Linked DNA regions of Mus musculus: all the other regions are linked to region 4. A link is a contact called in public ChIA-PET, HiChIP or PLAC-seq and Micro-C data. All regions are on one chromosome and are shown on one strand. Each heading gives the region's core, a stretch centred on a gene start, on an enhancer-like site or on the middle of the called end of the contact. The rest is flanking DNA. Distances are from core to core; before and after follow the strand shown.

Region 1 (4,297 bases), core at 1,510-4,009, 390 kb before region 4:
CAATGTGCCCCCCACAAGCTTATTCTGAGGTTGAAATGAGATGAGGAAATGCGTACACTGCGCTGGGTACTGTTTAAATGCGATAGCTTATTAGTATTCAAATTTATTCCGGTCCAGGCTTACCACCTCCTGAGGTCTGGCTACAAACAGAAATGGCAAATGCCTGGCATGCTTGTCACACACACCCCCTCCCATGCCTGTGGCAGACATCGGTAATCGATCAGCACATTCTTTCCCACTGAACTCAGATCACAGCTTCCATTCGCCCTGACGGCAGCGCTCCAGGTAGCCAGGGCTAGCCGATCTCACTTGGCATTCAGCAGAACTCTGTCTGCCAGCCCCTGCTGCCACTCCTCCTGGATGACTCTCATTTGTCAGCTGCCAACATAACTCTAGGTGGTCTCCAAAATGTGAGGGAGGGATGCCTGCTTCCCAAGGGAGATACGGGACTGGGTAGAGGAATGTAATGGGACTTTTATTTCGATTTATTGTTTGAACTGAAAATAAGAGGAAATCGGCTTTTATGGATAGTTCCTTTGGACTGACACATGCAAAATAAATGGTTGACATTATTACTCTCCTCTTTGAAAATAATGGAGTGCTCTGTCAAAATGTTCAAGCCCCTGCTCTGGGCAACACTTCCCCTCCCTACAGCTCCCCTCTGCTTTACAGACAGCTGGACAAGAACCGGATCAGCTGCATCGAGGAAGGGGCCTTCCGTGCCCTACGGGGACTGGAGGTTCTGTGAGTAAAACCCAGGGTGGCCATGGGTGGGGAGCTGATGCAGTTCAAGGTCAGGGTCACACCTCAGCTGCTCATAGTCCTCCCAAACTGGAGGTTTGGGCAGTTTTCTTTCCAACAGGAGGCTAAGAGGTGGCTTTTCTGGGTGTGTGTAAACTGGCCTTTCTCCTATGGCTCTTCTGAGTTCTGGCACACTGTCCTCCCAGACTTAGAACCCCAGGCAGAGGTGACAAGAGTGCAGTCACCTGCTCAGCTCTGGGCTGTCCCTCCACCTCCATACCCAGAGCAGGGCTGGCCCCCGTCTAGGTAAAATGTCACAGCTGGCATGAGAGGCTGTATATGAGCAGACACGTCTCCTGTAAATCCCTGCTGGGCAGGTGTTAAATATGTCCATCTGTCCCTTTCAGGACCCTGAACAACAACAACATCACCACCATCCCTGTGTCCAGTTTCAACCATATGCCCAAGCTTCGGACCTTGTGAGTCACCTGGGCAGTGAGAAGAGGGTGTGGGTGTGGGTGGGGCTGCCCTCCACAGCCCAGGGGGCGGCCAGGGTAGGCAGGGATTTGAAATTGAAAGTCACCCAAAGTCCCTTGTGCTTGGTTTTTCCTTGGACAACAAACGACTTGGTTTTGTCCTTGGAGTTGAGGTGAGTGATCTGGGCAAAGGAACTCTATGATGCCAGGCCATAGAGCAGGCTGGGAGAGCAGGGAGCTGGGAAGGGGCAGTCCTGAGTTGGGACTCCTGCTCGGGGAGATGGGTGATGGATCCATGAGCTGCTGTTCTCCTGTAGCCGGCTGCACTCCAACCACCTGTTCTGTGACTGCCACCTGGCCTGGCTCTCTCAGTGGCTGAGACAGAGGCCCACCATCGGACTCTTCACCCAGTGCTCTGGGCCCGCCAGCCTTCGGGGCCTCAACGTGGCAGAGGTGCAAAAGGGCGAGTTCAGCTGCTCAGGTGGGTGCCTGTGTCCTCGGCCTTCCCTTGCTGGCTCGTCCCCCTTGTTTATGATGAGCACCCACAACAACTCACTAATGTCATTTCACTGTCACTTTCTTTCTGCCGACCACCTCTGGTCTATGGCATCTTCCCCTCCCCCACCCATGATTTCCCTGTGCCCTCTGTTCCTCCACTGTCTGTCCCCTTCTGTCCCAGTCTCTGTTCCCTCTCCCTCTACCCCATGCCTTCTCCTGCTCCATACACCAGTCACTCCCGCTCCTCCCCTCCCTCCTTCCCCCTCCTGGCACCCCCTCTGCTTCACCACAGCTGTGTTAGTGGATTGCTTCCCTTGGCTTCCAGCGTGGGAACGTCAGAACTCGGCCCCTATGGGGAATGAAGATACCAATGATGCTATCGTCACAAAGCGGAATAGTGTTCATCCATTAGTAGGGAGAGTTTATAAGGGGAGGAGACCCTCCCAGTGATGCCAGGAAAGTGAACTTCACAAACAAGAGTCAGGATCTTAGGTGCTGCATCTCAAGAGTAGCAACGACTTTCGACTTTCTGGAAGAGGCTAGGGGGGGCCTTTCTGGGGCTAAAAGTGCATCTGGGTAGTATATCAATCAGCTGAGCATTTAAAAGGGTGAGTTTCGTGTAAGTTACTATATACCTGTGTTTAAAAGCATGGGTTCTGACATCACACAGTGGACATGGCCCCGGTTTTGATACTTAGTCATTGAGCCATGTCAATTTCTACCAGGGAATGGATGCTAGAAGGATCCTTCAATGGTGGTACAGGAGGGTTCATGTGAGACTTGTGTGGAGCAGAGCTCAATAAACAGCTTCCATGGATAGAGGATCCTGTATCCGGAAGGCTGGGTGATTTGAGCTTCAGAACTCTAGAATAGAATTTTCCAGCTGATCTTGAATCAGCTTCGAGAGCCGTCAGCTCTGTCCTTGTAGTTGCATGGACCCCAGACATTCAGTGTGTTCTCTTGTTCTTGCACCCCTGGGGAGCTCCTATGAGTGAGCCTCCTCCACAGACTGCCACCTGTGCTCTCCCAGCTGCCGATCTGGAGAGGGGAGGGGAGCGGCAATGTGAGGCTCTCTGACATCACACCTCCTGTCTCTGCAGGCCAGGGGGAGGCTGCGGGAGCACCTGCCTGCACCCTCTCGTCCGGTTCCTGCCCAGCCATGTGCAGCTGTAGCAGCGGCATCGTGGACTGCCGTGGCAAGGGCCTCACTGCCATCCCTGCTAACCTTCCAGAGACCATGACAGAGATGTGAGTGCAGGGCTAAGCAGGCTGTTCTGTCCGCCAATGGGAAGTAGCACCCCAGCTTTCCCAGGTTTCTCGAGCTCCCTGTACAAGGCTGGAAAGCTCCCAAGCACGAAGGAGAGGGTATCCCTTCAAGGTCCACACCCAACCCAGTCGGCTGGGGCTGCCAGCGTGGGTTTCTTACTGTAGCATCACCATGGGGTCCCTTCAGCCACAGAAAGCTGGGATTTGGGGGCTCAAATCACAGCATGTGTCCATCTCCTTAACAAACATTGGCCCCACAGGGGAAGGGGTTTCTGGGACCAGTAGTTGGTTGCTAAGGGTGACCCTCAGTCTTCTCACAATCTTCCTCTCCCTGCAGCCGCCTGGAGTTGAACGGTATCAAATCCATCCCACCCGGAGCCTTCTCTCCCTACAGAAAGCTGCGCAGGATGTGAGTGCGGGCCTTTCCTGGCAGTCTCCAGCTATCAGGAGGAAGAGTCTGGGGCCAGACCTGTCTCACAACCTAGGCTCAGACCTTGACTCAGACCCGGCCTGGCCTTCCTGCATCTGGGGCTGTTGTCTGGGATATGGGGTGGCAGAGTATCTGTGAGGCCCTGGGAACCAAGTTCAAGCCTGGCTCATGTTCGAAGCTGCTTGTCACTTTATCGTGACAATGGAAGGCCAGTGAAAAGGCCTTAGAGCCCTGGGATGGAGAAAAAGTAGCCTGTGGGTGTTTGCCTGAGTGGGCAGCTGGCCTTTTTAGTTTTTAAGAGCCTCCCTCCCCCATGTGGTTGGGAGACCAGGTTTGCAGCCTTGGGGCAGCCATCTTCTCTCTGCTCCCCTTGCAGAGACCTGAGCAACAACCAGATTGCAGAGATTGCACCCGACGCCTTCCAAGGCCTGCGCTCCTTGAATTCCCTGTGAGTAGAACGCCCAAGTCTGGTGGGCTTTGTAGCAGGCCAAGCTCCTGATGGTTCAGAGCCCTGCGATGCTCTCAGGCACTGGGTAGCACAGACACACGATTGCACGGCCTAGCCGCCCCGGCAAGCAGAATGAACTGGACAGCTCACTGTTAGGGAAGACAGGAGGCTCCAGGCTCCCAGCTCCCAGCTCCCAGCTTCTATGCATGCCTTCTTGTGGAGGAGAGAGAGTCCAAGATGATAGGTACCGCCGGCTGTGGATGGTGCACATGAAGTTGTGCAGTGTGCAGCCCCCACAGCTGTGCATGACAGCCTGAGCACGCACTGGCACCGCGGAGATGATCAGACCTTGGGTAGCCTATAGGGGTTTCGTTTTGTTTTGTTTTTTCTCCTGTGAGATATGAATACAGTTACTTCTCATTGGATCTCATGTCAGTG
Region 2 (4,224 bases), core at 746-3,245, 420 kb before region 4:
CCTTCAACCTAAGCCCCAGCCTCAGCAGTGAGAGCCTGTGAGATCTGGGGTTACCTCCCATCTCTTCTGTAATATTATCACATGTGTGTGTGTAATATTAGTTTAAACTGTGCCTTTTCTCTTTAAATTTTTCCTTACATTTTAATTTATTCTGCGAGTATGTGTGTGCCATAGCCTGGGGTGGGGGGGTTCTCTCCACCGTGTGGGATCTGGGATTGAATTCAGATAGGCTTGGTTGAACCATCTCTCTGGCCCAAATTGCTTATTTTCAAATTTTTGAATAAAAGAAACCAAATCTGGCACATTTCTTTGTAGCTCTATTTCTTTTTTCTTTTCGGAATTCAGCGTGGTTTTGTGTGTTGTTTTATTATAACATATTTGTCTTAGTTAAGGTTTCTATTGCTATGAAGAGACACCATGACCACAGCAACTTTTATAAAGGAAAACATTCCTTTATAAAAGTATTACTATATTTAATTTAATTGCAGCTGGCTTAACTGTTCAGAGACTTAGTCAATTCATCATCATGGCAGGAAGCATGGCAGCACACGGGCAGACATGGTGCTAGAGAGGCAGCAGGGAAAGAGAGGAGCCTGGCTTGAGCATTTGAACCCTTAAAGCCCACTCCCAGTGACACACTTCCTCCAACAAGACCATAGCTACTCAGACAAGGCCACACCAACAGGCCACACCCACTCCAACAGACCACACCTACTCCAACAGACCACACCCACTCCAACAGACCACACCTACTCCAACAGGCCACACCTACTCCAATAAGGCCACACCCACTCCAACAGACCACACCTACTCCAACAAGGCCACACCTACTCCAACAAGGCCACACCTTCTAATAGTGCCACTCCTTATGGGCCTGTGGGGGCCATTTTCATTCAAACCACCACAATATTCCTATATTGCAGTATTTTCTTCTGCTTGGAAACTGTCTCCACAAGTAGATTCTTCTAGAATATTGTAAGTAGGATAAGATAAAGCCTGGCACTAAAGAGTCTCATTGTGGTTTGCAAAGCTTGGGGTCAGATGTCACCATGACAGGCTTTTTTGCAGTGGTTGGTCCTATCCCTGAGAGAGTGAGCTTGCTAGCCAGCAGATTTTTTTGAAGCTAGATTCTTTGGACACGGCTGCTGCATTTTCACGAATGTACGAATGATGCAAATGTTCCATTTCCCCCTTGGATGCCTGTTGACAGTTCGAAGATTTCCTGGCTGTAGACAGTTGTTTTGAGAATATCTCTGCCTCTCTACTCCTGGGGTGTTTGGCGGAAGAACTAAATGAGAATATGGGCAGGGTACGGGCAAGGGTGTCTTCAGGCTTAGAGGATCTTAGCAAATCCTTCTCCCCCACCCCCCATGGTGTTGGGGCTAAAAAGAGAGTCTGTCATGGTCTCTGTTTCCACTGTGCATCCTGTGCCAGGCTGGCCCCTCTGGGTGGCCACTGGCTGTGGAATTCTCTGTGCATATGGAGAATTGTCTGGAGTGATTCCTGGCAGGCAGAAAGGGAGCCAATAAAAAATGAATATTTTAAAAGTAAAATCTAACTCAGTGGCATCTGGCAGAGGGTCTAGATGAGAATCCGGGCAGGTTATAGGCACAGTGAAGCAATGAACGTAGATTTCCCACCCTCGTCCAGGATTCCTGGGGAGGCTACAGTCTGTCCTTAGTCCTGCTTGGGTAGGCAGGTTGAGTCCGATGAAGGAACTGAAGTTCCCGGTGGTGCCTATGAAGCAAGGGGGCACAAACTCGTGCCTGACTCTGGCTTGGCTGATACCAGGAAGCCAGACTGCGGAAACAGAGGGGCTTGTCAGCGATGTTTCTCTTTAACGTGTGGCAGAAGGGAACCGAGAGCTGATTGATCAGACCCAGGAGCCTCAGGGTGGCACATGCTGATCTATCCTCCATCCTCCTCCGTGTGGGCTCCACCACACAAGCCAGCCCTGGAGGCGCAGGGCTGCAGGCACCCGATATTTACTTTGAAATGTTAATTTCCCAGCTCCATCCTTTCATCCCGCCCTCTCTGCCTGACAGGGTGAGTGGAACACAGTCAGAGTGGGAATCAGCTGCAGCGAGCTGGGAGCACCGGGGCGGTGGGGCCCGGCACCTCGCTGGAAGGTTCCCGCAGGGATGTTTCTAGAACCTCCGTCTGTCCAGCCAAGTAGGAGGGAGGCACTTCTGTCTTCTGCCTTGCTTTCTTCTTTAGCCTCAGGGAGCAGATGAGGCTACAAGTGGCTTCAAAGTACAGGAGCTGTTACTCGCAGCAAAGCCAGCCTCTGAGCCTTGAAACAGGTCAGCGTGTCCCTCTGGAGATGACCGTGCGTCCGCTCTTTAAAGACCTTCTCCCCCTCCCAGATTCCTTGAAGCCTGCCTGTGAATTTAATATTGTCAATTCCACTTTTCAGACAGCGAGACCCAGGAAGGTAGAGAAACTTGTCCTTGGTCCCCCACTTGATTTTGGACCACACTGGAATCCAGGACTTCGGGGCTCAGTGCGAGGCTCTGCATCCCCAAACCACCCAAGGGTGCTTCAGATCTTTCGAGATAACCCTGTAGAGAGGTTGTCCCCCTGCGGCCACTGAGGAGACAGGTTTGAGTCATGGGCTAGGGACATGGTCAGGAGTGAGACTCCGGGCCTGGACTTTAAATTTGGTGGAACAAGAGAATGCTTTAAAGACAGAAAAACTGTCTGGGTGTGGTGGTGCATGCTTTAAACTCAGCATACACCTGGTCGGCACCATTTCCAAGACCGACAGGGTTGTGTAGTGAAACCCTGTCTGAAAACCATAAAACAGAACCACCAAAACTCAGGTTTGTTACAGTAGTTGAGAGCTGGGTCAGGGAACCTATTTCGGCCGCCCTTAGTTATGTTGTTTTCCCATTTTACAGATGAGGAAACGGGGACCTAAGCAGTGAAGAGGTAGAAAGGTGGGTTAGAGTAATGAAGGAAGTGACAGGGCAAGGACAAAAACCCAGGCAGGCAGGGTGGAGAGCTTTGCACTCAACTCATACTTCCCTTGATTTGATTTGTTTATTTTTTTAGATTTCTTTTATTTATTTATTTTTTTTCGAGACAGGGTTTCTCTGTCTAGCCCTGGCTGTCCTGGAACTCACTTTGTAGACTAGGCTGGCCTCGAACTCAGAAATCCGTCTGCCTCTGCCTCCTGAGTGCTGGGATTAAAGGCGTTGATTTGTTTATTTGTTTGTTTATTTTCGATACAGGATCTGGAAGCCCTGATGTGCCTGCCTCTGCCCCCTGAGTGCTGGATTAAAGCCACGTGCTACCACAGCTGGCTTCTCTGGCTTGCTCTCTTCCAGGAGAAGGCTTCAGGCAGGAAGAATGTGCTGCGCTGATAGAGCTCTGGGAGGGAAGGGAGGTCCAGCCAGGGAGTGGATGGGCAGAGGAGGGGGACTTGGTATGTGTATGTGTGTGCTTTCCTGGTAGAGAGAGATAGGGTTGGAATGAGTGCCTGAGGCAGGAAAGGACCCCACACAGCTGCTTCCATGAACTTCCTGCTTTGGACTCTTCCTTGGGGCAAGTGGGCATCAAGTGACAGTGGTGGCTGTGGGGTGCCGCCTCCCTATCCCAGGCATCACTTTGCAGCCTCCCATTCACCAGGATGGCAGCAGGTGGGTGGGGTCTGCATGCTCCTGCTTAAGGCCTCAGAGGGAGAACCTGTACATTTTCTCTGTACACTTCCTGTGCTGTCTCCTTAGGCTCTCCCGGGTCTGGAGAGTAGAGTCTCTGAAAGCAGGAAGCGGCCCCGTGCAAATGGGGTCCAATGTCAAAGGGAAACAAGCAGACAAATCTTTGTGTAGTGCAGTTGGACCAGAGGTGACCGAGAACTGGGAACAAGTCATAGATGTGGCATGCCTGGCACATGTCTGCTCCTCCTGGAGAGAGGCATCATCATCATGATCAATCACTGAGTAGTTAGAATCTTGCAGCTCATCCATTTGATCCCAACCACAGAGTGTGCTGGGTGGCAGCTCCAGGCAGCCCAGCTGGAGTGGGCACCTACCTTTCTACTGAGCCTTGGCTCTTAGTGCCACACCTTCCTTATGGGGGCTCCTATTTGAAGCCCTTCTAGGTTTTGACTCTGTGTCTTTGGCAGATACCTTAAGGACCCCCCAGGACACCTTCCCAGTAGAACCAGTACCTTAGCATCACTGCTGTGTGGGAAGTTTAGGTCACCACCACCCTGCATGGACC
Region 3 (4,294 bases), core at 441-2,940, 430 kb after region 4:
ATCCCTAAGGCTCAAGCTACAGGATCTTATTAAAGAGTCAGCTGTTTCGATCCTTTCCCAGTTTTCATCCAAGGTGAAACTGAGTTAAGTTGATCATTCTGGGTCTTCCCTCTGGCTGTCAGAGAAGCAGGGCTATCGCATATATCTGACTTATAACATCCATCCTATAATCATTAGTTAGAATACCCAGGCTTTGGTCCAAAAGGAGTAGGTTCCCCCCCCCCCATGACTATTAAGAACATTGTGTCTATTTTCTACACTTGACATTACCAAGGAATAGCTCCCTCCACCTTAAGGCTTTTTGTATAGCCTGGATTTGAAGGACCAAGGAACAGTAAGTTATCACATAGCTCTTACACTGTTCTAAGTTCCTGCACAGTACATACTTAACAGATTTCACAATCACCCCATAAGGACGTTCTGTCGTTGTTATTTCTCCTTTTACAGACGAGGAAACTGAGAAAGAGAAAATTAAGTTGTCCGAAGTCTCAGAGCAGGTTTGGGGAAAGGTTGGAGAACTGAGTTATGTACAGGGCTTACACCAGCTTCATGCAACAGCATGTACGAAACAAGGAGGGCTGTTCACTCACACACAGACACAGACAGACAGACAGACAGACACACACACACACACACACACCCATGGTCGACCTGGCAACATCGGAACACCATCCACCTTCCTTCTCCCAACTACCACGCCCCAGTCTTCTCCACATTTACAGGTTCTTCGGATGCAGCCCAGGGAAGGAAGAAGTTAATTAACTTTGACAAATGAGCAAACTCGCCTTCTCTGGCCTGGAAGGTAGAGAGTAAAGAACCTGACTGGCCTTTCCAGGAAGCACAAGAGCCGGGATGGGGAAAGTCGGGTCTCGGGAGTTACCTTGTACCGAAGCGCCTGGTGAATATCCGCAGCCAGCTGTCCTCGCCACCACTGCCCCTCCAGCTCCATGGAAGCCGGAGGTGCGCCCGGCCAGACGCCGCAACTTCAGTCTGGAAGACACGCCCCAGACGCGGTCACGGCCAGCAACTCCCCCCCCCCCCAGTCCCCCCGCGATCCTCCGCGCCCCCTCCTCCAGGGATGCGATCTCAGGTCACCCCGTGCGGCTGCTCCTCTTCACCTGACCCGACCCCGAGCCATCTTCCAACGCCAGCAAGGCCTGATCTACCCAGTCGTCTGCAATCGCCCGCTGCAAGAACTGCAGAAAGGTGCGAGCTCTGAAAGCTCCGGGCGGGACGGCCCACCTCGGGCTCTCCGAGTTCTGGGTTCGACCTCAGCCGCCTGCACTTAGGCGCGGGAGCCCTGACATTGTCAGAACGTCGCCGGAATGGAGAGTGACCAGCGCGCGACACCAGGTCCGCGCCGACAGCCCCGCACGCTCCACCACCCTGGGGGTCTGCGGTGCGCCCGCCGCAGCGCGGACCCGGAGCGGCAAACAAAAGGCCGGGCGGGCGGCCGTGCTCCGCGCCTCGCTTCCCCTCGCCTCGCTGCGCTCCCGCAGGCCTGCCCGGCCCACGCGGTTTCTTACCCGGAACCGCGGCCCTCAGAGCCCCAGCCCGGCCGGCGTGCACGGGGCGCCGGCAGCGTTCATGCCGCGGACCGTCGGCCGCGAAGCCCCCGCCTCAGCTAGGGCCCAGCACCCGGGCGCTCGCGCCGCCCATTGTTAAAGGACCGGCAGGCGGCTCGCCGTACAAAGCCAGCGCCGGGGCACGGGCCGCCCCGCGCTGCCAATCGGCTCTCGCGATACAGCGGGGTCGCGCCTCGCCGTCCAATCGGCGGCCGGGCCGAGCCAGGTGCTACTCCGTCTCCCGGGCCCCTGCCCGGTGCCGGGCGGTCTCGCTCTGCAGCCTCCGCGGTCTGTCGGCGCCCGAGGGCCGCTCACCTGCAGAGAATCTTTGATGGGTCCCGGGTGCTGGCAAAGAAAGATGCGATGTCTCAGCCCCGGGATTAAAACTTGGCAGCGCGGATCTGGCCCGCTGTCTCACTTCCGAGGGGCTGCTCTCCGGGATCCTCCCCCTACCCTAAGCCTTCCGAATGGGCTTTAGCTCTTACCAGTCCCTAAGGCGCTTTGGTTGTCGAGTTCTGCTCCAGTCTCCCCTCTAAACCCAGTACTCCTTTTAGCTCTTCTAACTCAGCTCTTCTTGTTGCTTTCACTTCGGCGATTCGCGCGAGTTGCGACTGGAATTGACATCTTTAGCAACCTGGCTTGTCAGATCCATAATGGATGTAATTGACCATCTGTGGTGGTCAAGGAAGAGACCCTAAACGGTGGGAACACTCCAGCGTCAATTGAGGCGATTGGCTGGGGCTGGAAATGTAACAGAAACCCCATCAGTTGTATTTGAGAGTGTCTGGAGGACCACCCCAAAAGAAGTAGATGGGTTCCCTCAATTTTCCAGAGACTGTAAAGCGACTTCCTTCAATATTTAAACATAAATCATGAGACCTCACCCCTTACTTTGAATATTTTGTTTAGAAAGAGGAAGAGTGACAAAGGGCTAGTACAGAAAAGGATGAGTGCACACTTCGGGAGCATGGCTTATCACCCTGGTATTTGCATCCATCCCGGAAGGGCTGCTGCAGACCCCTGTGTGACAGTGTTATACAATGCCTGGGGAGAGCAGGGGTTCAGGAAATGATGGGAAGAAACTGGAAGCATGCACGTGAAAATTGGCAGAACCCAGCCTAGCCCGGTGCATTTCGGGAAGAGACTACTAGTAGAGGGAAAGGACGTTATCTGGCTAAAATTTCCATGTCATTTATGGTATTTAAGTAGTACTCAGTTTCCAATTCACGACTACTAAGCAGCTTTTGGCTTCCAAATGATTTAGGGTCCAGGCCTTTCTTAAGAACCTTTTCAGAAAAGTGGGTCACAGACTATAATTGCCTATGCGATCCTGTAATAAGCAGGTTGTCCTACAGTCTACTTTGAACACGTTGTTTGCCGGGAGAGACCGGTTCAGAAATCATGTATTATTCTAGACTTAGATGGCTCTTTATAAGATGCCAGTATTCATCCTTGTTCATGCCTGTGTATGTCTCTGGTGGTCTCTCTAGAGTCTACATTCCTAAAAGGAATTTCGGTCTTACTATTTTTTTCATCCCTTTAGAGTGAGCTGGGCAGAAGGCACTTCAACTCTGTGTTCCCACAGTTTACATTCTACTGGGAAGAGAAAAGTCATAATAAATGAAAGATAAATCCATACCACACGGTAACAAGTGCTGTAAGGCAAACAAAGTGAAAGGCTAGATAGGTGGATAGGCCGACGTTTTATGATAGGGAAGCCATGCAAAGGCCTGAGGGGAAGCGACTGGCTATCTAGATGGTGGATGGGCATGCCAGCAGAGGGGACAGTAAACACGACAGGGTTCCATTTTGGAAGGAAAGTAGAGGGCAGTTTTCCACTTCAGTAAAGATAATCCAAACTTCAAAAGACACTAGCAAAGGTTTCAGAGCGAACCGGGCAAGGCACCCGCACAACAGAGAATGGAACCTCGAGTTGGGTTGCAAGAGATGAGGGTGGGAGCTGATTCTCTGGAAGGCTTTTGGGACTGCGGGCACTTCCGGCAGTCGGAAGCCACCACGCTCTGGCAGCCAAGACACTAACATCGGAGCACGCAGGGGAGAGAATTCTTCATGAAGCTCTCTGTACTCAATGCACGTGTTCATCAGACGCTGTGCGCTGAGAACTGGGGGAGGGGGATGAGCAGTACAGGGCTTGCCCAACGTACCCGAGTCCCTGGCTTCAAGCTACTGTACCACAAAAACCAAAACACTGTAAACCAAATACACAGAATGTATTTAAAAGTTAAAAAAGAAAAGAAAGCCATTGCTTTTTGTCAAAAAGAAAACACTTTAAAATAAATGCAAGCAAAAGGCAAAAAAAAAAAAAAAAAAAAAAAAAAAAAACCCAAACCAAACCAAAACAAAAAAACCATAAAACCAATATAAAACTATGCATACTAACTGGCAGACTCCTTTCTCCACTTCTTCCAGAGGTGGCCTTTTCCCAGAGGCACCACTACTGCTGTGTCTTTTGTTGTATCTTCTCAGAAGTATGCAGGTCTTTATAGCAGCACACACATACAGCCCACTTGCCTCGTTTTATGTAAAATGGTAGCTTATTCCGAGGTCTACTGTACACCTCGTTTTTGCCATACATCCTAGTCTAGGGATCGTTCTGCAATGGGACATCCGGGGCTCTTCTCAGGCTCTATCAAATTCCTTTGGATACGGAACACTCACTAGGAGCCAGAAGCCCCGGACCCTGTTCTTGATTTGTTTCCTTGGTACAA
Region 4 (3,881 bases), core at 260-2,759:
CAAGCACGTACTAGCACAATATACATAACACACACATACACAAACTTCCAAAGAGGGGTATACAAATTTTTGAAGCAAATCACTCTTGTAATGGTTTGAATATTAATCACTTAAGATTGTTTTCTACAGGCAAACTAGCATGCTACCATTTAAAATGGTAGCAGACTTTTCCATTTGTAAGTGCTTCTTGGATATGTCATGCCAATGAGAGCACATCTAATTCACCTTTTAAAGAGCTGTCTGGTTGGTAATACATTAGCAGTTAACAAACTAAAGAAGCAAACTGGGTCTAGTCTTTCAGCAAGTCACCCAACCTGTGCATCTGTCACTTTTCTGTAAGTGGACACACTAAAGGTACCTGTTGCATAGGGTCTGTGTGAGTATCAGAGTGCCTGGCAGATGAAACCATTACTGATGATTCCACTATGAGTTCTAACTATTCAAGATGTGTTTTGGACAAAAAAGACATAATTTGATTTCTTGGTAGGAAATCATGTTGGTACTCCTTGGGAATGGACAGGGAAGGAAGATTGGTAGTGGGGTCTTCTTCAGACTTCTGCACAGTATGGTGGTATAGAATATTGGCTGTGAGGTATTACACGACCAAATACCAAAACCTGCCTGATACGGATGGATGAGACAATCTTCCTCTAAGTCCCACATTTAGAGAAGTGTCCTTCTGATCATTTCTGAGTCCGTAGTACGTTTTGGTTTGAGATGGGGCCTTGCTACGTAGCCTGGCAGGCTTGGTACTGAGCCTGTAGATAAGGTTGGCTCCAATCTTTCTGCAATTCTGCCTCTGCGGTCCTGGTGCCGGGATTACATGCCTGCACCGCTATGACCCGATTATTTCGTTTTGTTTTCTTTTCTTCTTTTGTCTCACGCTGTAACCCAAGCAAGTATGCAATAAACAACAATCAGTCCAGCTTCCCGAATGCTGGGGCTTACAAGAGTAAGATACCAAACTTAGCTCCTTATTACTACCGGCTCAGATACAGAATATGAGATCAAGTGATTGGAGTGCTGAGGAACTTCCGGACACATTTATGATTGAGGCTGAGAAAAACAATACGTAGGCAGATGAACAAGAATGTCAACTTAGCCCAGATCTCTTGATTGCATAGAAGTCTATAAACAGTACACGGTGATGTTTAAACACCCAACCGACCCTGTCCAAGTTTAATAATCATCGTCCATAAAGAAGCTTGCGGAGCCCGAGGTTAGAGGGAAGGGGTGTTCACGCACGCCGTGGCGAGCTAGGCGCCTGAGCCGATGTCACCCCAGCCCGCCCGCAGCCGGGCGCGCAAGGGCCCAGGCCCAGGTCCAGGCCGAGGCTGAGCAAGCAGCACAGCAGCGGCGACTCGGAACCCTTCAACCCCGCGGCCTGCGCGCGCCGGCGCCCCACGGCCGGCGACGGTTGCGGCCCCGCGTCGGGAGGACTTCCGGCGTGTGCCGGGGTGGCCGGATGACGTGGCTGAGTCAGAGGAAGAGGCTCGGAGGCCGGGGGGCGGGGGCGGCGCGGAGCGGGCGGTGACGGCGGCGGAGGCAGCGGCTGTGCCCGGGCCCCGTGCGTCTGTCCGCGCCCGGTGGATGTGAATCGGCGGCGGCGGCGGAGGAGGAGTCGGTGGGCCGGCGCCCGGCCTGTGGGAGCGCGGAGGATGAGGCCGCTGCCGGGCGCTCCTGGCGTGGCGGCGGCCGCCGCGTTGTTGTTGCTGCTGCTGCCCCGGGCTCGGTCTGACGAGCACGAACACACGGTGAGGCGAAGCGAGCCGCGCGGCCGCCCCCGCCCCAGCCCCGCTCCCAAGCCTGCCGCCCCGCCAGACCCGGCGTGGTCCGAAGGCCCGGGGGGCCCGGTGCAGCCCCGCGGCCGCCCGAGCGCTCCTTCCGGTCGGGCATGGCGGGGCCGGATCCGCGGGAGCTGGGAGGAGGCATTTCCGAGCACTCGGGGCTGCCTGGGCCTTGCTCCGCAGCTCCGCCTCTCGGGGCTGCTGCCCGGGGATCGGCCCGGAGCGGGCTCTGGACCCGGGAAACTGGACGCTGTGCACACAGCACGGCGGAGGATGGATGCGTGGTGATCCAGGCGCTTGCCAACCAGGAAATACCCATCGCTTCGCGCAGGGCTCCGGCCTCTTCCTACCCTTCTCTCTCCCTCTCGCCCGAACCGGATTTAAACCGTGGGGTGGGGACAGCTTTAGGGAAGTGGAGGTGTGAACGGTTTACACGCGGACACGTCTTCACCCTGCACGCACTCGGTCCCCAGGACTCCCTTGCAACTTTCTCCGCGCTCCGTGAGTGCCCAGAGGACGCCCTGTTCGGGTGGTCGGTCCCTAACTGGGACAGCTCTGCCCTTGTGTCACCCAGCCCTCAGGCCACACCCCCACTCACTTTTGCTTTTGGCCTGAAGTTGATTGGCGGTTTATTTAATTGTATCTTCACATCAAAGCTCGCCTATTAATGACTCTTGGAGTGACTTTCACCTAGAGCTGTAACGCTGTGGAATTCACTTATTTATTTTTTTATTCAGAATGGTAGACGCGGGGAAGTGTGGAAAGTCTGATAAACCTAGAAGATTGCTTGGCAAATTGGAGATTGTTTCAAGGTTTTTATCTGTATTGTGATTTTTTTTTTTTTGCCCGAGTAGTTGTGTATTTACTAAATTTAAAATATGTGGAGAACGTTTGGCTGTAGCTGATCGGTGACAAAATGGGAGTACGCTGCTTTTAAGGGGCAGACGTTAGATTTTGTTTGTAGTGAACAAAACTTTGTTTTGATTAGCCAATTAAAAACTCTAAATTAGGCTGTTGTATTTTCAGTCACTGCTAGAATCTAATTGCATGTGTATGCGAGTTTTTTTTTCCAGAGAAACGTTGAATCAGTAACTTTTTTTCTGCGACACTTGTGAATTTTCTCTAAGATATTTTTGGTTTCCTTTAAATTTCAGCAAGTATAGTAGTTTAAATAGTATTTGCCTTTTTTTTTTTTTTTTAACAGTTGAGTTTCCATGTAAAATCTGGAACTTGTTGTTAGTTTTAGATCGACCATATAGACAGAAATTTATGTTCTACTTTTTGAACTTTCTATTTTATACTGCTACTAAGAGGGAAGACTTAGTTTATAATATAATCAGTTGTAAGTGTACAAAACTAGCATAATCCACAAGTTTTGTGCATGGCAGTTTCAATGAGAAAAATTTTAAAGCTTATTTATTTTTATTCTATGTGTCAGTTTTGCCAGCATGAATGTAGTATGTGTATCATGTATATTCTGAGTATCTTAGAAGAGGGTGTCAGATCCCCTGGAACTAGAGTGACAGAAAGTTGTAAGCTACCCAGTGTGAATACTGGGAACCAAAGTTAGGTCTTAACTGCTTGAGCTATCTCTCCAGCCCCCAGTTCAGTGAAATTTTATTGTTAGGAATGCCATATTTAGTTACTTCATTCGTTCATTCATTCATTCAGTTCTGGGGATTGAACTCAGGCCATTCTGTGTGGTATGTACATATTCCACCACTGAATGGAACACTTCTTTTTTTGAAACAGGGTTTCCTCTGTGTAGCCCTGGCTGTCCTGGAACTTGTTCTTTAGACCAGGCTGGCCTTGAATTCTGAGATCCACCTGCCTCTGCCTCCAGAGTGCTGGGATTGAAGGTGTGCCCCACCACATCTGGCTACACCTGGAATGTTTTAATTTTTATGTACATAAAATATTTAATAAAAGGAAACTGGTCCGTTCTTCCCCCCCCCCCCCCACACACACACATTGGAGATAGAGCCCATGGCTTTGCAGATGCTGTGCACGGCCGTATCTCTGCACTCCACTCTTATCCCAAAAGGATGCGGTGTGAAGACACGGCACGTGTGCGATGGTTGCCGCACTGAAGCG
Region 5 (3,974 bases), core at 827-3,326, 500 kb before region 4:
GGCGTGCACCACCACGCCCAGCTTTCCTAATTCTTTAAAGTCTAGGTGAACCTCTCCTCTCTGAAGCCTTGTCTGGCTAACCCAGCCAGCCAGAATAAGTTTCTGTTGAACTCGTGTCAACAGAAACAATCTAGGGGACAATCACATCAGTGGTGCAGTGCTTGCCTACCACATGCAGTGCCCTGGGTTCAGTTCCTAGTGCCGCCAACACACAGCTTTGCACACCCACCCATCCGCCAACACACACCCTTGCACATCACCCACCTACAACCCTTTTGCTTTCTCTTGTCTCAGTAGTGTCAGCAGCTTGCTGTTTTTGGTTTTAGTAAAGGGTAGTGCTGCTAATAGCAGGACCTCCGTACTCATTAGACGTGGGTCAGTTCTCTATTGTAGTGTGTGTGTGTGTGTGTGTGTGTGTGTGTGTGTGTGTGCAGTAGCTGATGGGGCAGGTGAGTTTCTGTGGGCTGCAGATTCCACATCTGTGAAACGACAGCGTACTACCCCTGCGGTGGGAAGCTGTGAGGACAAATGAGAAAATGGACACAAGGGCCTGGGGCAATAGCCATCACCACACACGCCCTACTAAGTGGTGACTGTTACAGTCAGTAAGAAGACATAACAAACTGGGTTAGACAAGCGGCGCAGACAATGTTTACTTGGTAGAGTCACACTCTCAAATTATTTCATCGTAAATTTGGAGAGAACACTAAGTGTAGATTTTGTGGCTTTTGGTGGGTATTAAAAAAAAGAAAGTTTTAAAGCATGTCTAATTGTCTTGTTTCTCTTTTAACCTAGGATTCTTTTGAAGGCTCTCTTTATTACTTCTGTCCTCTACAGTGAAGTTTCTCTTCAGTGGGACAAGTGTTATTTCTCTTCTCAGTGAAGCTTGGACCTGCAGCTGCTTGCTGCATTTTGACTTGTGAAAGCCAACTCATACCCTGACCCGACTGATACCTCTAACCCCCTCACTGGATGTCTCTGAAGCTGTGCGTCTGTGGAAGTGCTGTGCTCCGTGTTTGTTTTTAATGTCAGAAGCCACTAGTGCCTGCCCCAGCTTACACAGTGCAGCAGGTAGGCAGGGCCAGCCACACCTACTCAGTGTGCTTAGGTCGGTTGGTTTCTTCAAACAGGATATTTTGTGTTAATTGTTAGTAATATTTTTAAAAGTACTGTAGGTCTTAGTGGAGTATTATTATTTCCAACTGGTATTTGAGGCTTTCCTCTGTGTCAGTAACTGCTTGTTTTAGAAGCCATTATTTTGATAATTAAGCGAATTACAAGTTAAATGCTTTTGACCCCTTTTTATTTTAAGCTTGAGTAATCTCTTTATCTTTGTGTTCAAAGAACTTACAGCTTTCCTAGACAATCTATTATTTCTTGTGTCTAATATAGAGGACTTGACCTGGCAATGAGAAAGAGGTCAGTACAGTGTATTTAACACATCTCAGTTATTAAGCTGCACCCCATACCCCTGTCTTCCCCTTATGATGTGAGATGGCTGTGTGGTTGTTACCTTGGTGATGTGAGATGGCTGTGTGGTTGTTACCTTGGTGATGTGAGATGGCTGTGTGGTTGTTACCTTGGTGATGTGAGATGGCTGTGTGTTTGTTACCTTGGTGATGTGAGATGGCTGTGTGGTTGTTACCTTGGTGATGTGAGATGGCTGTGTGGTTGTTACCTTTGTGATGTGAGATGGCTGTGTGGTTGTTACCTTGCTTCTTTCATTATCATCCTCTCACCTAGAACATGGCTGGTGCCACTGATACACTCTGTGCCTGGTTACTGTCACTTTGGAAATGTCATGATCTGCTACTTAGAGGAGCTTGCTGCAGTGTGCATGTGGTGAAAACAGAAGCAGGCCGAGGGGCTGGTTGGCTTGGGTAGGATGCTGTCACTCATTCCTAGGGATCAAATGTGCTGCTCACCTGTCTCCTGAGAGCAGGTTGGCATCAGGAAAGGCACGAGTGGCAGTCTCTGCAGGGTCCCCAGAGGGAGCAGTTGTTATGTGTCCCCGTAGTCTAGAACAGTTGCTTCCTGCCCATCTCCTTGTCTGGATGGGTACAGGAAGTGGTGGAGCGTGGAGAGCCACTGTCTCCTGAGCCGCAGGTGGCAGTTGCGGATGCTGAGGTATGGGCCTGGCTCTGTGGAACTAACTGTGAAACCATGCTCACCCTACTGTGGGGAACCAGATACCCAGCAAAATACGGTTCCACACTGATGATAGACAGTTGAACTTGTGTTATTGTTGAGATGAAGGCTGATGTTGTCTATCTGTCGGCCCTCTCTTCCATCCTACACTGTTTCATTGCTGTAACAGCAGTGCTGAAGGAAATGTGATGTTTTCCCTTCTAGCTGGATAGTTTGGGAGCATGGAGGTGTGTGATCTATAGTGGATTTTAAGTTCCATTCTCTAAAGCAGTTTTAGGTCATCCTTAAGGATCTTTATTAGCAAATTCATTTGTCTAGGTTTCTGACTCTTTCTGGTGATGTTGTTACTAAGAAAAAGGTTCTTTTCTTTTTGAAATATATTTCTTATGCCAGGTATATAGTGAGGTCAAACAGAAACCTCCTTTGTGTTAGCAAATCAGAGATGTTCTCCTCAGCATGGAGCCTGCTTTCAGTGTACCCCACCATGCTGGAATGTAGCACTATGCAGGGATGCAAGCCAAGCAGTGCCTTGATGCAGCCAGGAGTTACACACTCTGTGAGCAAGAAAGAGAGAGCGCGGGACTGAGGAGCCTAGTGTGGGTAGAGGGAAGCGATGCCCAGGGATGGTCTGGGTGAGAGAGAGGTGCCCCATGCGCTTGCTCTCTGTGGCTGGCCTCTTGGGCAGTGAGTTACCACGTGCATTTGGGAATGTGGATTTCATTTATTTATTGGATAGTCATTACTTGCTGTAAGGGTATTTTAGGTCATTTTTTCTTGTAGAAGCTGTGATCCAGTGCAGAATAGACTTGAGGAAAAGCATAACCTTTTGAGTCTTGTAACATGTGGCTTTGTAACCTGTGGTATCTTCTTGGAAACGCAGACAGAAGCTCCATCGTCGTCACAGAAGGTTGCTGCCGTCCTTCTGACAAGGCGTACAGTTGCTGTTTTGAGCCAGTATTTAACTAATGTTTTTAACTAATGTTTGTTTGAGACAGGGTTTCTCTGTGGTCCTGGCTGTCCTGGAACTCACTCTGTAGACCAGGCTGGCCTCGAACTCAGAGTTTTCCTGCCTCTGCCTCCCCAGGGCTGGGATTAAAGGCGTGAGTGTAGTCACTGCCTAGCTGACCTGTGTCTTAAGGGTTTTTATTATATTTATTTTCCATGTTGGCGTAGTCTTTGTGACAGAACCTTTCTTTTCTTTCTGGGTTAATCGTCATAGGCTTTGATGTTGTGTCAAAGTGTCATCTGGTGGTTATTGTTGCCAACTATGAAGAGACAGATCCTATCTGATCTGTATCTGCACTAGGTAAATGAATAGAGGCTGTGGGCCCTTTCTCTGACGTTCCACAGAAGTGGATTTTCTCACTGAGACCAGTGATCAGGTTTGAACCCGCCCCCGCCCTGTCCCCCCATTCCCCATGTCACATGCACTGTGTAGGGCACAGGTGGGAGACAGTATTGGTTAGAACCAAGTGCTGGAACATTCTAGAAGCACAGCTGATGGGGCCTGAGGGAACCCACAGTGGTCCCTCCACACAGCATGTGCTATACTCTGAAGGTCCTCCCAGAGTCAGTCAGGAGTGATGAGGAAACACCCTGGGGGATGAGGCAGCACAGGATGCTGACTGGCAGGTTGTGTGCTGAGGTCTCTTTTCTGTGACATCCTTTCCTCTGGAGACAGCATCATCCCTGCTCTCCTACACTCTAAAGTCTTCAGACTGAAGTGAGGGTCCAGATCTAAACCAGCAGGACTGTCCCAGAGTTTGCAGAGAATCTGGCTTCCTAAGATGAAGGTTTTGAGTGACCTTAGTCCTGGTAGCCTGATG
Region 6 (3,954 bases), core at 781-3,280, 460 kb before region 4:
TTCTTTGGGGTTCTTCCCTTTTCCAGTGGTTCCTAGGAACCCTTGTTTAGCATCCTGTAGCTATTCTGTCTCTTTGCTTCCCAGGCAGCTGATGGAGAACCAGATCGGAGCTGTGGAACGCGGAGCTTTTGATGACATGAAGGAGCTAGAGCGCCTGTGAGTATGGGGAGGGTACGGGAGTTGACAGAGAGGATATCAGCGGGCTGATCTAAGATCTGGGGGTGCTTAGGGAGGGGACCCCAGCCTCACCCTGCCTGAGAGTGCATGGTGAGATGGTAATCAAGAGAAAAATGGAAACCAACATCTTTTCCCACCCTCCGGGCAGGCCTGCTGCTGGTCCCTAAAAACATGTGGGGGCAAAGGTCACACAACTGGGGTTCCTTCTGTGCTCCTCTCCTGAGGTATGGCTGCCATTCATTGACTGATGTGTTCATAAACGAAGTCATTGCTCCTGAGGGAGAGCCAGGGGGGAGCGCCCCCCCACCCGAGGCTCCCCTCTCACCTGAGGCTCCCTCCCCCCACCTGAGGCTTGCTGTCTTAGGCGCAGGAGCACAGGACAGCGGTGAGGAAGTAGAGGAGCACTCAGAGCTCAGGGACTGTGTGGCTTGCTCCTGAGTGGAGCTTTCAGTTTTGAAACTGGGTCTTGGCGAACTGTCTACATCTCACCTTGGTGATCATGAAAAGGAAAAAGGATCTGGTGGGTGAAGACGGGGGTTAGCTCATGTCTCTTTATGGTGGTCGCCTATCTGGTCCAGCAAAAATGGTATAGATGCAGATGTTAAGTGGGAGAGTCCCAAAGTTCATGTTCTTCGACCAGAAAGGTCATTTCATGCCAAGGATCTGACCAAAACAATGGCTAGAAATTCATATTTCTGTATGTATTTTGCAAATTATCACAATTTTAGAAATAGCCATTTGGGTGGCTAATAAGATACGATCAAAACTGAAACACCATTGATATCACTGGGGTGTGATCACAGCACGAATGAGGCAGGAAAGACAGGAAGTGAAGACTGTGTGTGTGTGTGTAGAGAGAGACAGACAGGCAGAGACAGAGAGAGACACAGAAAGAGAGACAGACAGACAGAGATAGGGAAAGACACAGAGACAGAAGCAGACACAGAGAGAGGGAGGGGGAGGGGGAGGGAGAGGGAGATGGGGAGGGAGAGGGGAGGGGGAGGGAGAGGGAGGAGAGGGGGAGGGGGAGGGGGGAGGGAGAGGGCAGACAGACAGACAAGCAAGCACACAGTAGTAGAGGAGAAAAGGTGAGCATATACCAAGAGATGAGACAACGGGGCTACTTCAGCTTTGTGTTCTCTCTCTCTCTCTCTCTCTCTCTCTCTCTCTCTCTCTCTCTCTCTCTCTCTCTCTCTCTCTCCCTCCTTCCCTCCCTCCCCCCTCTATCCCCCCCCATTGATGCTATCACAATGAATTTCTATAGCAATTACTGAGCATATTTTGCTGCCAGATGCTATGTGGAGCCCTTGGCCCTGTGGTATGTCACCTAACCCTGAGATAACTCTACCCCAAGCAGTTCCACAGATGAGGTGTGTAGACCTAGGTATCTAGAGGCTAAGCCACAATTGCAAAGGAGGAGATTAGATTATTTTGCCTTCAAGGCTTAGACTACTAATGAGTCGGACCTAATTAATCTCTCTCCTTTCATTTTTAGGTTAAAGAAAACAAAGCATTAAACTAATAGAAAGGGGCGTGTTTGTCTCATTGTCTTTTTGCAGCTCAGAAGCCTCTCCCCTCCCCCCAGGCCTTAAACTGAGCAGTCAGCCATCCAGGGCTAGGCCAGATGTTCATTTCTGTGTTTGCTTTCTTTATAACTCTTACAATAAGATATCTGGCTCTGCTGGGTTGACTTGGGATCTACTCCATTCCACCTCCCCTCTGTTTTTTTCCAGGCCTTGGAGAAGAGGAGGTGGGCGGGGGGTCTAAGCTTGAGGAGGCGTGGCCTGGAGAGGAGGTGAAAGGGGTCTAAGCTTGAGGAGGCGTGACCTGGAGAGGAGGTGGGCGGGGTCTAGGCTTGAGGAGGCATGGCCTGTGGTAACCGCAGCTGCCACCTGAGGCCTGGCAGGGGCTTCCTTTCCCAGTCATGGACTTGTCTCTGCAGACCTTGTCCCTTCTGTCTGCTTTCAGCCCTGGCCTGGGTCACCTCAGGGTGTCAGGTATACACAGTGAGCAGCCAGTGCAGTGGCCAGATATCTGCTCCGGTTTGTGGGAGACCAGGGGAATCTGTTTGTGAAAGCGGGTGGGAGTGGGGAGTCAGAATAGAAACACTCAGTCTGTGAATATAGCGTTTTCAATTAAAATGGAAATGTACATTTATTGGCCCCTTTCCCAGCCTCACCCCTAAGAATTCGTCTATTCCTTTTGGTATGAGATAGTGACTGGCGTTTTCTATGGCTTTATTCATCCAAACCACACACATAAACCTTGTGTGATTTTTTTTTTAATTTGGGTTTCTTGAAGGTAGAATGAGATTTTTTTTTTCAGCACCTTGGAAGCAATTTGGGTGAAGAATTAAATCTTTTTACTGAATTCAACAGCTCTTCAGTTGGCAGCTTTCCTTTTTTTTTTCCTTCTTTCTAAGATCTCTCCAAAGCAGCCAACATAATTTTCATATAGATGACTCTCTTCCCAGTGGCATTTCATTTATTTGTGAATGAAATTGATTGAATTGTGTAACCCTGTTTGTAAGAACCTGTGGTGTAAACAAGGTTGAGAGGAGACATAGCTGCTTCTCTCACAAGCAGTTAGGAAAAGCAGATACAGAGGCAGGAGTGTGAAGCCCTGCTGGTCACAGGTCTAAGTCTGGGCTAGCCTGCTGGACAGAGGTCACGGAGCATGCTCAGTTCCCCGGGCAGTCAGTTACTGGGGATGTGAGCTGGGATGGGAGCTGTGGAAGGGCGAGCCTCAGAAGCCTGCACGGCTTAGCTCAGGTTAACCTTTTCCCATCTTGTCATCACAATATGCCTCAACTCTCAAGAGGGCAACTCCATGATGTCAGCAAGCTAACCTTGGGTACCTGGTAAGAGCCAAGCTATATGGCAAGATGGTGGCATCAAACATTTCCCACAGATGGTGGGTTGCTGCAGGGAGGAAGGTGTGTGCTCGGATGAGAATGTTATTGTCACCTTTGAGAGGAGAAGGCCCATACTTTACTCTGCTTCCATCCTATGAGGTGACATCTAGAAGCATCTGTCCTGGTGCACAGAGTTGAGAAAGACGAAGAGTGGCAGGAGCCCTCGGCTGCTCTCTTCTCTCTGAGCTTGAGTGTTCTTTGATTTTTTTTTCCACTTTAAATTAGTTGTTGAATTCCCTTCTCTTCCCCCTTCTTAATGTTTTCAAAAACTGAAGGCAGAAAAATGAGAAAGTCTTGGGGGGAAAACAAAACAAAACGAAACCTAGCAATTACGAGGCAGTGTAAATACTGGATTAATTTATTGGACTGGGGATAGGGGCTGGGAGAGATCTGATGGCTGCTCTTGTTGCTTTAAGGCTTACATAGGTAGTCCCTTTTCTTCCAAGGCAATGGAATGCTTCCCTAGGAAACTGCCCTTTAAAGTCAATTTCTTCCCCTTGGTCTCCTACAGCTGTAAATCTGGTGTCTGTCCTGTGCTGGGACATGACAGCTCCCAGTGCGGTGACAAAGGCCATTCTCACATATCAGATGCAAGATCAGAGGAGCTAACCTCCCTCCCATGAGGTCCTGCGTGCTGTGTGGAGCTCAGTCTCTTCCCCTCCCACCAGAAGAAGTTGTTGTTGTTGCTTTTTCCTGAGCTGGCTCTTCACAGTCAGTGAGAAGAAAACCTGGGTGGCCTGTGTGTAGCACACTGTGCTGATGCCTTGCAGGAGGCTTGCAAAACTCTCTCTCTCTCTCTCTCTCTCTCTCTCTCTCTCTCTCTCTCTCTCTCTCTCTCTCTCTCCCCTCTCTCTTTCTCTCTC
Region 7 (3,731 bases), core at 910-3,409, 480 kb before region 4:
TCGAGAGCCATGAGCAAGGTTGATCTTGCACCCCCGCCCGCCTCCTCTCACCCCTCCCCGTCCCCGTTCTCCCTGCCACTCCGAGGACTCCAGGGCATGTCGCCCAGTTAATCAACACTCTCCCCTTCCCCACATGGGTCCTGGCTTCTAAGAGCCTCTGAGATTACGGGGTTGGGAGAGAGGAACACCTCTGGAGCAGAAGGTTGGAGGCGTACATAGTTTGGGCACTGTCTGTGATGGGCCTACTAAGTGCCAAATGCTGGGGTTGGTGCCAGAGGAGGAAGTGAGGGACGCAAAGGGGTGGCACTTTGCTAGTGGGGTGTCAGGGAAGGAACACCAGTGTGAACAGCTTCAACTATTGAGGAATAGACAATTACGACACTAAAGTGTGAGGATTTCCTAGTGCTGGGGGATGGGAGGGGGAGGGGGGGAAAAGTCCTTAGAGGACAGGCTGGCTTTCTGGGAAAAGAGGCAAGTGGCCCTTTTATATTTAGATCCCAGTGATAGAAGCTCTTGATATCACACTGTAAGGACTGGCAGAGAAAGCTCCCTCCCCAAGTTACCAAATTTGTCTTCAAGAGATAGAGCTGGGATGTAGAGACTGTGCTCTGATCAGAAGTGTGGTCCAGGGCTTGTCTTGAATGGAGTCAGACATTCAAGTGTGCCATGCTGACCACAGGGCCTTATGCAGTATATGGTAAAGTAACTGGAAGAGTCTGATCCAGAGGGAAAACAACCAAGCATCCAATGGTTCCAGGTGAGTCCCACGCCTCTAATCGTGTGGTGACTTCAGTATCTCACCACTGTGACAAACTGCCGTCATTGCTGGGCTTAGGTTCTGCTCCCCCCTCCCCCCAAGAAGGGGGACCCTGCAGTAGCTCCACTAGGGGGGCTTTTGACTCTTGACCATCTGAGCTACTTCTGATGCCCAGTTGTTATCTGCACATAGGGCCCTGACTCCCGGAGCTCAGCTCAACACGAACTCCAAAGCTTGCGTGGAGTTTCCAACAGAGGAATGCTCGACAGAGCCATCTTTATCGGGGGGGGGGGGGGGGGGGGGGAAGTCCTTCTCTTTGAGTGCAAAGCTTTGGAAGGGATGCACATGGTGTGGAATAGGAGGAAGGGGACACCCACAGTGACACTCAGATCACCAGATCAACCCTGTTGATCAATGGGATGACAGATGTCTCAGCCAGATCTCCCTCACATCCGGAGCTCAGCTCTTTAGAGACCCAGAGAGCCACAGCTGTCCGTTTTGGGGGAGGTGCTTTCTTTTCTGGGGTTGGAGGGAATTCTGTCCCTCACTGGATTTCCTATTCACACCCACATCCCCAACTCTGTCAGAATAAGAAAATTCCTTGCCCATGGGGCTGTGAGGCCCGAGGTCCTATTCAGGTACCAGTTGACTGGGTGGTGTTTTTTTCTTCTAAACAGGTTCTGTGTTCTCTCCACTCTGGCCTTTTGAGAGGACCAAATATTCCTTTTCTTCTGTTTCCACCTGCCAGATGTGGAGAGGCTAGTTGCTGGATTTCCAAGGTGGCTTCCTATTGGTATACCAGTAGAGAGGCTTGTGTAGAAAACACCTCCCCTCCGGACTTACAAAGTCCTGTCAGGACTCCTGTCATCCCAGCTGGCTGGCTTCTGTTCCCGGAAGAGGTTGGGTTCTGCCTTTAGGGAGAGTATGTGTTGAGGGAGAAGACTAACCTGGCCTGAGGCTTTTATATTCTCTCAAGTCTCTTCCCTCAAGGTCCCAGGCTGGGCAAGGAAAGACAGCTTGGAGAGGCCATCTGGTACAAGAAGCCTCACCAACAGTTGACAAAGGAAGTTGGTGGGGCCCGGTGACCTCTTCAGCCATTGGGGAAGTCTGTGGTCCCAGGGAAGGGAAGGTGTAGGGAAAAAAAATCTTTTTGCTCCTCTGCCCTAGTAGCTGAGGGTACTGAAGTGACTGGTCTAAATGTACACATCATTGCAGTGTGTGTGTGTGTGTGTGTGTGTGTGTGTGTAGCTTACAGAGCAGGTCCAGTCTGTAAGCCCCCTTCCCCGGGCCCCCGCAGCCCTTGGCGCCTGGGAGGTTGCACCTTTGAAACTGTATGCCAGCGGCTGGACCTCTGTAGCAGCAGAGAAGTGGTGGGGAGGAGGCGGGCGGTGGTCCGTGCTTGGGGGGGAGGGCGGGAAGGAGTCTGGCCCTGGAAGTGTGCTTTTCGATTGATGGATGACTGCCGGGTGTGAGCGAGCGTGCGGGTGTGAGTGTGTATGTGTGTGTGTGTGTGTGCGCGCGCGCGCGAGGTGTGTGTGTGTGCGCGCGCGCGGGGCCTGCCCATTTTCCTCCTCACAGCAGTCAGTTGGGAGCTGGAGGGAGAGGGAGACGCCGGCAGCGAGCACTGGGAGAGGAGCTGAGCGCCCTCCGCTTAAGACGCCTTTCCTGGGTCTACGCACAGACGCTGTCGCTGGGAGCATCTAGGTACCACTCGATCCGCAAGGGCGCATCGCACGATTCCACCGGCTCTTCGGTCCTTCGGTGGGGATAGCACCTGGAGCTAGCCCCGGACGGGGATGGTCAGCGGCTGCGGCCGTCTGGCACGCGAACGGGACACGGCGAAGGCACCATGGCGCTAACGCCCCAGCGCGGGTCCTCTTCGGGGTTGAGCCGACCGGAGCTGTGGCTGCTGCTGTGGGCAGCCGCGTGGCGCCTGGGGGCCACGGCGTGCCCCGCCCTCTGCACCTGCACCGGCACTACGGTGGACTGCCACGGCACGGGTTTGCAGGCCATCCCCAAGAACATCCCACGGAACACCGAGCGCCTGTGAGTACGGATCCGCCCGTCCACTGGGAGTCCCTCCACCCCCTCGACCCCTGGTTGCTCTCCCACCCTGACGGATCAGAGGGACCGGAATCGGGTGGGGGGCGCTAGACCGTTGGGCTCCGTCGCCAGTAGAGGAGTCAGTGCCTTGGTAGGTTTTTAGGAAACCAGAAACCAGGAGCGCATTTGCAGGTGCCAGATTCAAAGGGCCCTGGAAGCATCCTCAGCCCTTCCTCACACCTGCCCCTTGCGATCTCTGCTCTCCGCTGTGACAGGTCCTTCCCACTGTACAGCACTTTATTCCTCTAGGGTACCTGGAGCCTTCCTGGCACCTAGGAGAACAGCTTCCCACAGACTCCAGGCACGGTGTCTCCTTTTGGACACATGGGGTTTGCTGGGTTCTGAGTGGGCAGGTGGATTTGGGCTCTGAGGGCTCGCTGCCACGGACCAGAAGTTTCTGAGCACCTATTCTACCCATTGTTTGGTCCCAGAGCCTGGATAAGTCTTCCCTTGAAGGTGTAAGCAACCTACCCTCTCCTTCAGTCTTCATCCTGAGCCCAGGCAGACAGACAATGGGACCCGAGGGCCTTTGGTTTGGGTTTTGGGGAATATGACATCGGAACCCTTACAGGGTGAGAGGAGTCCTGGACTGCGAGCTCAGGGATGATACTAGAGGCCAGGAGCTCGGACTGGGACATAAGGTTGGAGACATTGACAGTGACAAGTCATAAAAACCACCCTTCCTTCCCTCTTGTTCTCTTGTACTTCTGGATTTTGAGGTAACTCCACCCTTTCCAGACCTGCCTCATGAGCACGGTGGAGCGTGTGTGATACATTTTCTCTTTTCCTGCCAAATGTGGTCGGTGTGAAATTCCGGCACCTAAGGATACCACGGCAGTGTGAGTCCGGGGGGTCTGCGGGTCGTGCGAGT

The links. Hi-C and Micro-C count contacts between places; a contact is called where the count stands out from the background. ChIA-PET counts read pairs in DNA pulled down with a chosen protein or histone mark. HiChIP or PLAC-seq counts read pairs in DNA pulled down with a chosen protein or histone mark.
Region 1: an H3K27ac HiChIP or PLAC-seq map of DN3 thymocytes shows a contact between it and region 4, with 4 times the contacts expected there. The contact joins the enhancer-like site here to the promoter of Tm9sf3 in region 4. A contact is called at or near these places in 3 of 39 promoter capture datasets (embryonic stem cells, hippocampal neurons and pre-B cells), 17 of 115 datasets of contacts at active chromatin or transcription factors (the 230-238 cell line, DN3 thymocytes, the SCID.adh cell line and 10 more) and 1 of 9 other capture datasets (embryonic stem cells).
Region 2: a contact with region 4 is called in an H3K4me3 HiChIP or PLAC-seq map of forebrain, with 3 times the contacts expected there. The contact joins the enhancer-like site here to the promoter of Tm9sf3 in region 4. A contact is called at or near these places in 1 of 39 promoter capture datasets (embryonic stem cells), 10 of 115 datasets of contacts at active chromatin or transcription factors (embryonic stem cells, epiblast stem cells, forebrain and 4 more) and 1 of 9 other capture datasets (embryonic stem cells).
Region 3: a Micro-C map of embryonic stem cells shows a contact between it and region 4, with 6 times the contacts expected there. The contact joins the promoter of Ccnj here to the promoter of Tm9sf3 in region 4. A contact is called at or near these places in 5 of 39 promoter capture datasets (the HPC-7 cell line, embryonic stem cells, liver and 2 more), 4 of 484 Hi-C or Micro-C datasets (the G1E-ER4 cell line, embryonic stem cells and muscle stem cells) and 5 of 115 datasets of contacts at active chromatin or transcription factors (the 230-238 cell line, astrocytes, embryonic stem cells and 2 more).
Region 5: a contact with region 4 is called in an RNA polymerase II ChIA-PET map of effector CD8 T cells, with 6 read pairs. The contact joins the enhancer-like site here to the promoter of Tm9sf3 in region 4. A contact is called at or near these places in 6 of 39 promoter capture datasets (the SN4741 cell line, cranial neural crest, hippocampal neurons and 3 more), 2 of 15 datasets of contacts at CTCF or cohesin (large pre-B cells and pro-B cells), 2 of 484 Hi-C or Micro-C datasets (cortical neurons and nephron progenitors), 25 of 115 datasets of contacts at active chromatin or transcription factors (DN3 thymocytes, the NIH/3T3 cell line, acute myeloid leukemia and 17 more) and 1 of 9 other capture datasets (embryonic stem cells).
Region 6: an H3K4me3 HiChIP or PLAC-seq map of the SCID.adh cell line shows a contact between it and region 4, with 8 read pairs. The contact joins the enhancer-like site here to the promoter of Tm9sf3 in region 4. A contact is called at or near these places in 1 of 39 promoter capture datasets (embryonic stem cells), 9 of 115 datasets of contacts at active chromatin or transcription factors (the 230-238 cell line, the SCID.adh cell line, bone marrow-derived macrophages and 3 more) and 1 of 9 other capture datasets (embryonic stem cells).
Region 7: a contact with region 4 is called in an H3K4me3 HiChIP or PLAC-seq map of stem cell-derived neural progenitor cells, with 4 times the contacts expected there. The contact joins the promoter of Slit1 here to the promoter of Tm9sf3 in region 4. A contact is called at or near these places in 6 of 39 promoter capture datasets (embryonic stem cells, hippocampal neurons, maxillary cranial neural crest and 2 more), 1 of 484 Hi-C or Micro-C datasets (nephron progenitors) and 16 of 115 datasets of contacts at active chromatin or transcription factors (the 230-238 cell line, acute myeloid leukemia, astrocytes and 10 more).

Annotation. Positions count from the first base shown.
Region 1 is chr19:41,648,078-41,652,374 of GRCm38.p6, reverse strand. It overlaps Slit1 (slit guidance ligand 1), which reads left to right. Exons shown (of 37, transcript NM_015748.3): 6 at 673-744; 7 at 1,149-1,220; 8 at 1,535-1,698; 9 at 2,816-2,963; 10 at 3,319-3,390; 11 at 3,788-3,859. Among named protein-coding and RNA genes, the nearest start is that of Gm34116, 41 kb to the left of the region's middle. Within about 2 kb of position 2,759, at least 12 of the 459 cell types and tissues checked have an H3K27ac peak or open chromatin away from gene starts, as enhancers often do. A contact at or near this core is called in DN3 thymocytes, where this site is marked.
Region 2 is chr19:41,676,967-41,681,190 of GRCm38.p6, reverse strand. All of the region lies in intron 4 of Slit1 (slit guidance ligand 1), which reads left to right. Among named protein-coding and RNA genes, the nearest start is that of Gm34116, 12 kb to the left of the region's middle. Within about 2 kb of position 1,995, at least 17 of the 459 cell types and tissues checked have an H3K27ac peak or open chromatin away from gene starts, as enhancers often do. A contact at or near this core is called in forebrain, where this site is marked.
Region 3 is chr19:40,828,675-40,832,968 of GRCm38.p6, reverse strand. It overlaps Ccnj (cyclin J), which reads right to left and starts at 1,690. Exons shown (of 6, transcript NM_172839.4): 1 at 1,527-1,690; 2 at 881-990. The coding sequence starts at 949. It overlaps Cc2d2b (coiled-coil and C2 domain containing 2B), which reads right to left. Exons shown (of 35, transcript NM_001376940.1): 35 at 3,191-4,294.
Region 4 is chr19:41,261,632-41,265,512 of GRCm38.p6, reverse strand. Tm9sf3 (transmembrane 9 superfamily member 3) reads left to right here and starts at 1,509. Exons shown (of 15, transcript NM_133352.2): 1 at 1,509-1,754. The coding sequence starts at 1,659.
Region 5 is chr19:41,767,018-41,770,991 of GRCm38.p6, reverse strand. Arhgap19 (Rho GTPase activating protein 19) reads left to right here. Exons shown (of 12, transcript NM_027667.3): 12 at 796-3,974. The coding sequence ends at 806. Among named protein-coding and RNA genes, the nearest start is that of Gm19424, 22 kb to the right of the region's middle. Within about 2 kb of position 2,076, at least 22 of the 459 cell types and tissues checked have an H3K27ac peak or open chromatin away from gene starts, as enhancers often do. A contact at or near this core is called in effector CD8 T cells, where this site is marked.
Region 6 is chr19:41,723,272-41,727,225 of GRCm38.p6, reverse strand. It overlaps Slit1 (slit guidance ligand 1), which reads left to right. Exons shown (of 37, transcript NM_015748.3): 3 at 85-156. Among named protein-coding and RNA genes, the nearest start is that of Slit1, 19 kb to the left of the region's middle. Within about 2 kb of position 2,030, at least 41 of the 459 cell types and tissues checked have an H3K27ac peak or open chromatin away from gene starts, as enhancers often do. A contact at or near this core is called in the SCID.adh cell line, where this site is marked.
Region 7 is chr19:41,742,284-41,746,014 of GRCm38.p6, reverse strand. Slit1 (slit guidance ligand 1) reads left to right here and starts at 2,159. Exons shown (of 37, transcript NM_015748.3): 1 at 2,159-2,803. The coding sequence starts at 2,607.